Linked DNA regions of Sus scrofa: region 2 is linked to region 1. The links are chromatin contacts, called in public Hi-C maps. All regions are on one chromosome and are shown on one strand. The core of a region is the stretch at or near the end of the contact, and the rest is flanking DNA. Distances in the headings are between cores, read along the strand shown. Region 1 overlaps LCLAT1 (lysocardiolipin acyltransferase 1). Region 2 has its middle 110 kb from the start of LCLAT1.

Region 1 (5,810 bases), core at 1,370-3,869:
TTGCCCTTAGCCATCCTTATTTTTCTACTTATCCAAATCACATATAGTCTCTAAGGTTCAAGGGGAATTCAGTTCTTGAAGACACCTTAACTAAGTATTTCAATACTACATGATCTCTCTTGACTGAAGACATCCCTAACTGTGGAACGTAATTCAGGATAATATTTTATACTGTATACCAGGAAACCTAGCATGTAATTACACTCTCATCCTAATTTTTAGATTTTTCCATGTGTACTATTCTTATCTATCTATAAATACTGTAAACTTCTTGACGGCAAGGTCACATTGGAGTGGAGTGTCTGATTTCAAGTTGTCTCAAATATGCACACTTGTGCCACTTAAAGGTGAAGGTAATTATTGCATGGTTACAACCCAGTAATTGGCTTACAAAACAGGTAACAAAACCAAATAATGATTGCCCCAAATCATTATTTGTTTAAAATCAAAAAAGAATAAAGCTACTAGTGTTAAAAAATAATATAGCAGCAGAGATTATAATAAATATAACTAAATTTTGGCACATTAAGTTAAAACTTTAAAATTACATGATAAATTTATTAATGCTGTGTAACTAAAAAACAAAGAATTTTCTCATGTAAAAGCATCTTTAAGTTAGCAACTTCTTTTTGGGAGTTTATCTAGTACTAAAAAAAGTTACATAATCTGGAGTTCCAGTCGTGGTGCAGTGGTTAACGAATCCAACTAGGAACCATGAGATTGCAGGTTTAATCCCTGGCCTTGCTCAGTGGGTTAACGATCCAGCGTTGCCGTGAGCTGTGGTGCAGGTGGCAGACACGGCTCGGATCCCGCGTTGCTGTGGCTCTGGCGTAGGCCGGTGGCTACAGCTCCGATTGGACCCCTAGCCTGGGAATCTCCATATGCCGCAGGAGCGACCCAAGAAATGGCAAAAAGACAAAAAAAAAAAAAAAAAAAAATTACATAATCACATAGTGAAATGTCCTGTGATTTGAGATACATATCAAATAAATGATCCATGACAGATATTGATCAGTATAATATATAATGCTCTGGGAAGATAATGGTAGGACACTATGCTTATTTTTTAAACAAAAAAAAATATTCAACTCGGAGTTCCTTTCATGGCTCAGCGGTTAACGAACCCAACTAAGATCCATGAAGATGCAGGATTGATCCCTGGCCTCACTCAGTGGGTTAAGAATCCAGCTTTGCCTGAGCTGTGGTGTAGATTGCAGACATGGCTCGAACCCTGCATTGCTGTGGCTCTGGTGTAGACCGGCGGCTACAGCTCCAATTGGACTCCTACCCTGGGAACCTCCATATGCCAGGGGTACGGCCCTAAAAAGACAAAAAGTCCCCCCTCCGCAAAAATTCAACCTAACCAATACTGATTCTCTATTATGTGCAGGACATTCCATATCCTTAAGAAGGTTACACTCTAGTAAGAGAATAAAAGCTGGTATAAAAATGATAGAAATCAAAGTGCTTAGGGTATCTTTTTGCAATTATTATTACTATAAGAACAACACATCTGTATGATGTTATATAATGGATGTTATATTTCAGGTTAAGAGTGTGTTTTCTAAACATGCTTAATCTCAGTGAAGTATATTCTAAACAGAAGCACAGAAACTACTTTCCTTGTTTTGTATTTTCTCTTATGCAGTGCTTCCTGTTAAGACTTACCCTTAACTTCTTAATGTCTTGAACTTCTTTATCATCTGCCTGAACTTGTGCTATTAAATTATCAGCAATAACAAACTCAGTTACATGCCTGAGTAAGCCGAAAAGATGTTACCTAAACATAACTGGTTTTAATATGTAGTCTCCAACTGGAATATTAATTGTCATTTGTTTTAACAATTAATATTGAAGCTTCTTTTTCACTTACCTGATTAGTAAAAGCAGAGATCAGAAAAGATCAGAAAGTTGTGCTGGGCCTTTCTGAGTCCTAGGTTCCTTTTCTAAAAGGATATTCTGACTAGACAGTCTAAGATCCTCTTCACCTCTGATTCTTGAAACTTAATCTCTTTCTATTTGCTTAACACCTCTCCTCACCCCCACCCAGGCTGTGCCTACTCTCCCTGTCATCTTAGGCTGCATCATAAACACTTCTCTTGCGACTCCAATCTCTCCATGATCTGGCCATTTAGCCTCTTTTTGCTTTTTTAAAATTTTCCTTGAAGAAAACCATCCAGCTCACTCTTATTACAAAGGTGCTTTAACTAAATGTCACATTATAAATATAGGAGACATCAAGTTACAGTAGAAAGAATGCAAGCTATTCAGTCACACAAACCACGTTCCAATAATTTTGAGCTTCTTCACCTCAATTTCTGTTTCAGTTTTGCCCTACAAGTTAAATACTGGCAACTACCAGTATGGTGGTTGTGAGGGTTAACTAACCTTATGCATATAGGATATAATGCCTAGTACTCAGTAAATGCTCAATAAATGTTGGCTGCAGTTACTGTTATAATTACCATCATTATACTTCTTGTTTCCATTATTACAGTGTATAGGCCCCATTCTACTTTTCAAACTGATGTAAATGGAATCATCTAACTGTTTTTTTTAGCTGAAGCACTAGGTCATCTGTGTTTCTTTTTTTACTGATACAGAAAGGGAGGGCAAATCAGTTGGCAGTTCTGGTAGGAAAAATTGTATACTGTGGTTGTTGACTAGTGCTCTGAGTGATGACTAAGTAATGCATGTTCCCCAAAGTTATAAATCAGTCTGCTACTAAAATATTTTCCAGATTTCAGAACAGAGAGCTCTAAAGATATATCCTTATCCTCTATAAAATAATCTTAACTATCCTGCCTACAATTTAAAAAGATCTTCATTAGCAAAAGATATTTTCCAAAAACCTATTCCATGATGTCAGAAATACTTTAAAGGCAATCCTTAAATACTATAAAATACCAGGTTGTTGGGAAATAAACATTGCTGCATGAGAAGGGTGAATCTACACTGGCCCTGGTTTAGAATGTGGTACCATGTTAAAAACAAACCAACCAATCAGCAGCAGCATCACTGCTTTAATGTCTTGGTGCCCCCCTGTCCCATTCCATAGGCATAAAGAATTGTGTTCTCCATGAGCTTTTATGGGTAGATGGACATTTGCTATTCATATACAATATGAGCATCAAGCCCACGATTCCATTTCATATTAGTTATAAACACAGAATTCCAAAAGCAAGCCAACTAACAGGAACAACATTTTCAGTTAACTATACCAATGTGATTTGGGACTGGCTATACATTTCTTTTAAATGATGAGTACTCAGTTGTAAAGATGCTTCATTTTAGCAGGGTTCACTAGGAGAGGCTATATTTCATATCTTAGACTACATTAAACCCTAAAGGAGCAACAGTGATGTCAATTAGGGAAAGAAGAACTTTATATCTTTCCTTACATAATGTTTCAAGACCTTTCATGTTGGGCACAAGCAGTTTTATGACACTGTAGCAATTACCAGATGAAAGTGATAATTTGTTCATTTACTTATTTTTGTCTTTTGTCTTTTTAGGGCCCAACCTGAGGCATATGGAGGTTCCCAGGCTAGGGGTCCAACTGGAGCTGTAGCTGCCAGCCTACACCACAGCCAAAGCAACACGGGATCTGAATGGCATCTGTGACCTACACCACAGCTCACAGCAACGCCGGATCCTTAACCCATTGAGTGAGGCCAGGAATCAAACCCGCAACCTCATGGTTCCTAGTCAGATTTGTTTCCACTGTGCAACAATGGGAACTCTGAAAGTGATAATTTGTCACAGCCATCACCTTTACACAATATGGCTTGTCAGAAATCAGAATGGAAAGCAGAAACACGCAAACAAGATTGTTCTTCTGCTAGGTGACCCTGTACTTTGAATTGTTCTTGTAAAATTAATAACACTTGGACATGTTTCTGGATAATTCCTTTTTCATATATACTCATCTCTTATTTATTTGTATATACACATGTATGAATATATAAATATACAAGTGTATAACAAAAAGTACGATTGGGGTTTTTTTTTTCATAAAAATATCAAAATGTAAACATTTGAGTGTGACATCAATGGAATCACCTCTCTCTATATCCTTCAATAGACATGGCTCTGAAGGGGTAGCATGAGACACAAAGTAGGAAGCGGAGAGTCTAACTGTGACCTACATAAATCTACTAACCATCCTGGATGCTAGTTTTTTTTAATATAAAATAGAGGTAGCGGCACTTGCCTTCCTACCAACCACAACCAGTTGTTGGCATGAGTGAAATAATGAATGTAAAAATATTTTCTTATGCTATGAATAACTAGAAGTGATAAGATACTTTCAAGACAGTATTGCTGCTTTGAGAAACATAGGGAATGATAGTCTAACTGTATGTATCATTTTCTGTCTGTTCCAAAAAAGGAGAAAAAAAAATAGTTTGTTTTTGACAAAGATTCTTTTATATTTCTATAGAACATATAATAATAAAACATTTACTGCATGGGATCATAGTATAAAATATGCTGTCTCATTTCTTGAGATAAAGTATGAAAAAGTTCTTTGTAAATTCTAAAGCGCTGTACATGAAGTTTAGCAATTTTTGTCTCTTATATAAAAAAGTACACTTTGGGGTGGGTGCTTACCTTCTCTTAGACGGTCTACGACAAAAGTAAAGCCTGTAGTTCTTGGATGTAAGACATACTCATATTTCTGAAGTCCATTCTTTTCAGCAAATTCATTACTTCGAGCCGTGCTATTTTCTAAACAAAACAATGGACCATTTAGAAGCCACAAAATAAGGGAAGATAAGTGAGGTAAGGAAATAGTGCAGAATTTCTTTGGTAAAAAATAGCGGTTAATATTTCTGTAATTACTAGCATACTGAATCAAATGAGAAAATATAAATACTTGAGTAAATCCCTAACAAAGATCCCAGAGTTACCTACTTAGGGGAATTTGAAAAATTTTACAGTAAGGTATTAAAACATGTTTTATAACAGTTTATAAATTCAAATCCTTAAAATTCTAGATTTCATAGTCAATACACAATGAAAACAGAAATACAAATAAGCTAAAATGTTCATAAGAGCATTGTTATGTAATAAAAATTGAAATACTAAAACATAAAGATGAAATAAAACTAAAAGTGATAAAATACAAGGATACAGACATCCAGAAATACTAACAAATTGCCACATACATCAGATCAACATTCTTTAACCCAATTTCACTTCAATGCAAAGTGAAATATCTGCCTTCCCAGGCACAGAGCATGCTAACATCACTAACCAAAACCACTCCACAGCAGAATGGGCACATGATTAGCACATCATGTACAAACATCTGAACATGGTTTGGCTGAATATAGTTACAGAGTCAAGTACATGTTCCAATTGTTGGCAAAAACTTCTTTTTCCATTCCATGAGGTAACTTTATAAGTTCCAAGAAGAACCAAACCCCATTATTCAGCAATTATATTTGGAAAAAGTTAAATGTTCAGAAATTTGGCCTCAGCTGCTGGGGGAGATCATGAAATACCTTCTGATGACAGCAGATGTTAGAACCTGCAGTCCTCAGCTACATCTTGAAATCTATAGGTTATTCCAAGTCACCAGGGAAAAAACATATACATACATACATATATACATACACACATACACACACATATATACATATATACACATATATACATACACACATATACACACATGTATATACACACACATACATACACATTATATACACACACACATATACACATATACATACATATATATGTGTGTGTGCACACACATAATATAAACACAGCTTTCCAAGGAGTAAATTTTAGACATGGAGACC
Region 2 (5,810 bases), core at 1,800-4,299, 160 kb after region 1:
GCTGTGAGCTGTGGTGTGGGTCGCAGATGTGGCTCGGATCCTGCATGGCTGTGGCTATGGTATAGGCTGGCGGCTCCAGCTCCGATCAGACCCCTAGCCTGGGAATCTCCATATGCCGGGGGGGAACAGCTCAAGAAAAGGCAAAAAGACGAAAAAAAAAAAAAAAAAAAAAGAACAAAAATGAAAATGAAACAACAGTAAAAAGATAGAAAATTATTTTAAAAATTATAAGTATTGACAAGGATGTGAAGGAATTATTGCAGTTGTATCTCATAGATTGCTGGTGGGATTGCAAAATGGCTCAGTTGCTTTAGAAAAGCTGTTCCTCAAAGTTTGAAACATAGAGTTGCCATATGATCCACCAATTCTTCTCATAGGAAACATATGTCTACAGGAAAACATGTAAACTAATATTCAAGGCAGCATTATTCATAGTGGTTAAAAGCAGCAACAACCCAAATGTTCACCAACTGATGACTTGATAAGCAAAATGTCCTGATACACGCTGTGACACGGATGAACCTGGAAAATATTGTTTTGAAAGAAGCCAGATACAAAAGACCACATACTGTAGAATTCCATTTATATGAAATGTCCAGAATAGGCAAATCCATGAAGATGAGATTGATTATTGTTGTACCCCAGGGCTGGGGCAGCAGACAATAGGAAGTGACGATTTAATTGCCACAGAGTTTCTTCGGAAGATGATAAAGCGTTAGGAATTAGTGGTGGTAGTTTCACAATGTTGTGAATATACTAAAAACCACTGAAATATACAGGTTAAATGATGAAAGAAGTGATTTTTATGCTATGTATTTTTTTTTTTTTCTTTTTTGGGCCACGTCTTCAGCATATGGAAGCTCCCAGGCTAGGGGATTAATCAGAGCTGCAGCTGCCAGCCACAGCCACAGCCACAGCAAAGCCGGATCAGAGCCATCACAGCTTGCAGCAGCCCCACATCCTTAACCCAATGGGCAGGGCCAGGGATCTAACCAGCATCCTCAAGGATACTAGTCAGGTTCATAACCTGCTGAGCCATAACGGGAACTCCTATGTTACATAAATTTTGTCAAAAAAAAAAATTAGAAAGAATGATGAGAGTCCCTTACACATCACTGCTCTGGATTTAAGCTGGTGTTTGGGACTCCACGGTGATGGTAAGGACATGATTTGGGAATGGGTGGCAAAAAATCTGAATAAAACCCAGGCTCTGTCCTCAAGATGCTCACACCCAGTTGGAGGACACAGACACATACTTCACTAATGAGAACACAAATCAGAAGATAATAAGCATCACAGTGGAGAGAGATGATTCTGCTGGAGTACAAAGGAAGATGTGATTTTTTTTCCTGCCTGAGGAATATTGCAAAGCTTTGCAGAAGAGGAGATATTTCAGCTGGGTTTTTAAGGATCAGTAGGAGGCGTTCCCATCCTGGCTCAGTGAAAATGAATCTGACTAGCATCCATGAGGTGGCAGGTTCCATCCCTGGCCTCGCTCAGTGGGTTAAGGATCTGGCATTGCCATGAGCTGTGGTGTAGGTCGAAGACATGGCTCAGATCCTGCATTGCTGTGACTGTGGCATAGGAGGAAGGTGTAGCTCCGATTTGAACCCTAGCCTGGGAACTTCCATATGCCATGGGTGTGGAACTAAAAAGACAACAACAACAACAACAATAATAATAATAAAATCAGTAGGAGTCTGACAAGCAGAGAAGGTGGTACATTCCAGGCAGAGGGACCAGCTGAATAAAGGCCTGGAGTTGTATAAAGCATTCAAAGATGTACCAGATGGTATGATTTGAGCTATGATTTTTCCCTTCTAGTGTTCTGCCACTGCTTTTTATTAAACATCACAACCATGGCCTTTGATCCTAGGTTCTTGCTTTGCAGAATATGAGCCTTCAAACGAAAATGTGGATCTTGAGCCTGGGTGGAGTTTAGCAGGGTCCCCCAGGTTCCTTGCTCCGTCCACATCCCCACCCCTACCCCCTGTGGTTGTCTGAGCACCTGGAGTCTATTTGGCAGCTGCTCTGCTCCTGCCCTCTGTCCCTCCAATCCAAGAGCCCCTCCTGGGTGCAATGAATGGCTCCATCCTGCTGGACGGATGGGCCCTTGTTCCCTCTTGAAAACGTCCTTGCTCGACTGGTGGCTTCTTCACCCCAGCGCTGCCCTCCCTCTGGTGCACCCAGAGGACGATGCCAGGGAGGAAACAAGAGACCCATCCTATTCCCTCAGGAAGAGTCAGCCCATCTGGCTCCTTCAGCGGCTGCTTTGTTTGGCTTCTATTTGGATTGTGAACCCATTGTTTTGTGTGGAAGTGGGAAAACCAGGACTCGAAACAAGTACTCTTATAGGAGGAGTTTGGTGCTTAATGAATTATTCAGTGAGCAGGGCTAAACCCAAAGCGTTCTGGAAAGAAAGAAAATTTCGGCATGGATCCCTGAGACCCCCACTGCTGCCCAGATGAACAGTTAACCGAATGGTCCTCCCTGCTATTTGCTCCCTGATTCACTAAGCATAAGCCTGGTTTATTGTGTTTACAATTGCGCATCTTCAGAGCATAACTGATTCATTGCAATAAGAGTGCACTGGACAGTAGAGGCGTCTCTGAACAGGCTTTTCCCTAAAGCCGGAATAATCCCTGCACCAAAGATCCAGTCTGATGAACTAGTCAGTGTTCCCAAACCTCTTATGCTTGGGGGAGATCAGGACACGGAGACATCTGGTCTCGGGCAGCTTTGCCCAGGATAGAATATTGTTCTCCCCAGGGAGGATCTTGTTAGCAAATGAGGCTGGCGTGCCTGTCTGAGACGGAGGCTCCTCTCTGTGAGCCCTGGGTAGGGAGTCGGGGACTGGACCGGGGAGCCCTGGAACTAGGCTCCCTCCAAAACCCTGATAAAAAGAAACCTGGATTTAACCCTGACTTCTCCTTGAACCAGCTGATTAATTTTTTTTTTTTCTATCAACTTCAATTCCCTTGTCTCCAGCTCTCAGAGGCATGAATGCTCTGACTGTGCAGACAAGAAGCAGATGGGCGGTGGAAGGGTCAGTCTGTACGGGTAGGGGCGAGGAGAGGGGAGGGGAAGCAGGCCTGAATGTCATTACTTGAAGGGGTCAGGGGGGTCAGTGACAGTGGCAAGGAACAGATTTTTCCAGCCGCTTTCAGGCTGAGATTTGCACTGCATAATCTGAATGCTTTTATCTGTTTCTGAAAATAGACAGGAATTTTTTCCACAGGCTGCTCCAATCTGGCTGGGGAGACGTGAGGGAGGATGGCCGGGAGACAGTTGTATGTGGTCCAGTGAGTACGTTGTGTGACCCCTACCCCGCCACGGCCCCCCAAACAGCCCTTCTCCATATTGGTTCCCTGAGTCACGTTATCTTAATGTCCCTTGAAGTAGGGAGTCATAAATGCTGAGAATACTTTCCATTCCCAATTTTGCAAAGCTTCTGCTATATGGAACCATCACGTCTCACTATTCTTTAAATACATAGCATGAATGGCGTTTGGGAGGTCAGAAGTCCCTCTTCAGAGGGAATGGTCCCTTGAATCTTTACAGCATGATGTACATGGGAAACATAAACGAGACAGAAAGAAGAAAATGGTTTGATCAGAAATGATCGTTTACAATTGTTAGCAATGCCACAAATCATCTTCTCCACCTTGGTCCTGCATTGAGACTACAAAGAAGCATCACGCATTATCTACAAAGATCTTCTGGAAAGTTAACTCTGGATTAAATCAGACTTCATCTCGCAGCAGCTGGTCCCTCTCATCTCAGATCAAAAAGATTTTGAACTTTCTAAGTGAACTGCTGTCAAGCAAACAGCAGGGGAATCTCTAATATTATTTACATAGCATTTTCTTTTTCCAATTATGTATTGGTTTCTCCTCGTTACAAGCCTGTCTTATAAACAGGGAGACCAAGACACAGAAAAAGGCAACAATGTTTAGGGTCATGGAGAGAGTCAGAGGAGGAACTGGGAAGAAAACAAGAGCCTTTGAACCCACAGGTCACCGTATCTAGATACCTGCTCTATTTACTCCCACAATCCTTTGCAACTGCACTCACCCACCTGCTGAGACTGAACAGTTATCTGTGGTCAGCAGGCAGTGAGGCATGCCAATTTCATTGGTTTTTCAACCTGGAGAGTTTCTTGGGCCCAGAGAAAAGGAGTGCCACTCTTTGAGCCTAGAACTTATTTGCAAGCTTCCTCTAAGCCTTATTAAGCTTCGTAAACCTTATTGGGAATAGAAGCAAGAGGAGAGGGCCAGACTGTTCTGGAATACTGCCAATATCCTGTGTCTCTGGGACTCCTTTGCTGTCCTTATGACCAGGGAACCCTGTGGCCAACTCAGGTGTGTGAGGCAGAAAGAGGGCGAGCAGATACATAAATTCTTATGGTCACTACTGCAGTCTGAGGTCTCTTCTCTCAAAGGCTCTACCTAGCAACAGCAATTTGTGAGTCAGTTTCTTTCTTTTTTTTTTTTAAATGGAAGTTCCCAGGCTAGGGGTTGAATCAGAAGCGTAGCTGCCGGCCACAGCCACAGCAATGCAGGATCCCAGCTGCATCTGCGAGCTGCACCAGAGCTCACAGCAACACTGGATCCTTAATCCACTGAGCGAGGCCAGGGATCAAACCGACATCCTCACGGATACTAGTCAGATTCATTTGCGCTAAGCCACGAAGGGAACTCCGTGAGTCAATTTCTTAATGATGCAGTTCTTACAGCTCCATCTCCTTCTGAGCTGGGTCAAGTGGGCTGTTTCCTCTGTCAGCCCTGCAGAAACCCCACGCCTGGCACTGCAGTATCATGAAGCTTGCTGCAGCCATGGGAAGGTGGTTCCAGCCTGCTGCATGTATAACACTGCATGTCTCCCTGGTTTTGTTAGCCACCCAATCATCGAGGAGAAGAAAAAAGGGGAAGACAGAGAGATCAGAGGGAGAAGTCAGAGTTACCAGGGAGAGGGACTGGAGAGATGAGCAAACAGAGATGAACATAATTGGGAGGTAGGTGTTGGGGTTTGAAGGTATCAGGGCAAGTCAAAGAGAAAAGGGGGTGAGCTTTAGAGGAGGCCTTGGTGCACACACTAGCACCTCTGCCTCCCACTTCACAAAGCTCATGATGGAGCTGGACAAATGGCCTAACCCTCCCAGGGACTTTCAAGCTCAACCATACCTGGGGCTTCAAAGGTAAACAAAGCTGACGTTGGTCCTTGGAAAAGAAGTGGGCTGGCACCTGACTCATCTTACTCTGCTCCAAGCACCCAGCGCACACAGAAGCTTTCAGATGAGGTCATCAGAGCATCACTTGCAAAAGACTCCAATTTGGTGGCTTACGAGGCCAGATGCTTTAATTTATTTTTTTGTCTTTTTGCTTTTCTAGGGCTGCTTCCCGGGGCATATGGAGGTTCCTAGGCTAGGGGTCGAATCGGAGCTGTAGCTGCCAGCCTACGCCAGAGCCACAGCAACGCGGGATCCGAGCCACATCTGCGACCTACACCACAGCTCACAGCAATGCCGGATCCTTAACCCACTGAGCAAGGCCAGGGATCGAACTGGCAGCCTCATGGTTCCTAGTCTGATTCGTTAACCACTGCGCCATGACGGGAACTCTGAGGCCAGATGCTTTATCAACATTATTCCTGACTTTTCCCAGCACAGCTGCAAGTGGGTAGCACTGCAGTTCTTGCATAAAGATAAATAATTTTCTGGACAGGAAAAGTGAAGTGCAGGTCACAATGGAGCTGGGATGGGGGCACCTGGTTTCCCAGGCTGTGCTGCTACCTCCTCACCTGTCTGCCTA

What was found. A called contact is a pair of places that touch in the nucleus more often than the background predicts.
Region 2: a Hi-C map of skeletal muscle shows a contact between it and region 1, with 3 times the contacts expected there. The contact joins two enhancer-like sites. A contact is called at or near these places in 2 of 47 Hi-C or Micro-C datasets (heart right ventricle and skeletal muscle).

The regions. Positions count from the first base shown.
Region 1 is chr3:108,759,737-108,765,546 of Sscrofa11.1, forward strand. It overlaps LCLAT1 (lysocardiolipin acyltransferase 1), which reads right to left. Exons shown (of 5, transcript NM_001142845.1): 4 at 4,612-4,728. Among named protein-coding and RNA genes, the nearest start is that of LCLAT1, 51 kb to the right of the region's middle. Within about 2 kb of position 2,620, at least 2 of the 83 cell types and tissues checked have an H3K27ac peak or open chromatin away from gene starts, as enhancers often do. A contact at or near this core is called in skeletal muscle, where this site is marked.
Region 2 is chr3:108,919,247-108,925,056 of Sscrofa11.1, forward strand. No RefSeq gene overlaps it. Among named protein-coding and RNA genes, the nearest start is that of LCLAT1, 110 kb to the left of the region's middle. Within about 2 kb of position 3,050, at least 29 of the 83 cell types and tissues checked have an H3K27ac peak or open chromatin away from gene starts, as enhancers often do. A contact at or near this core is called in skeletal muscle, where this site is marked.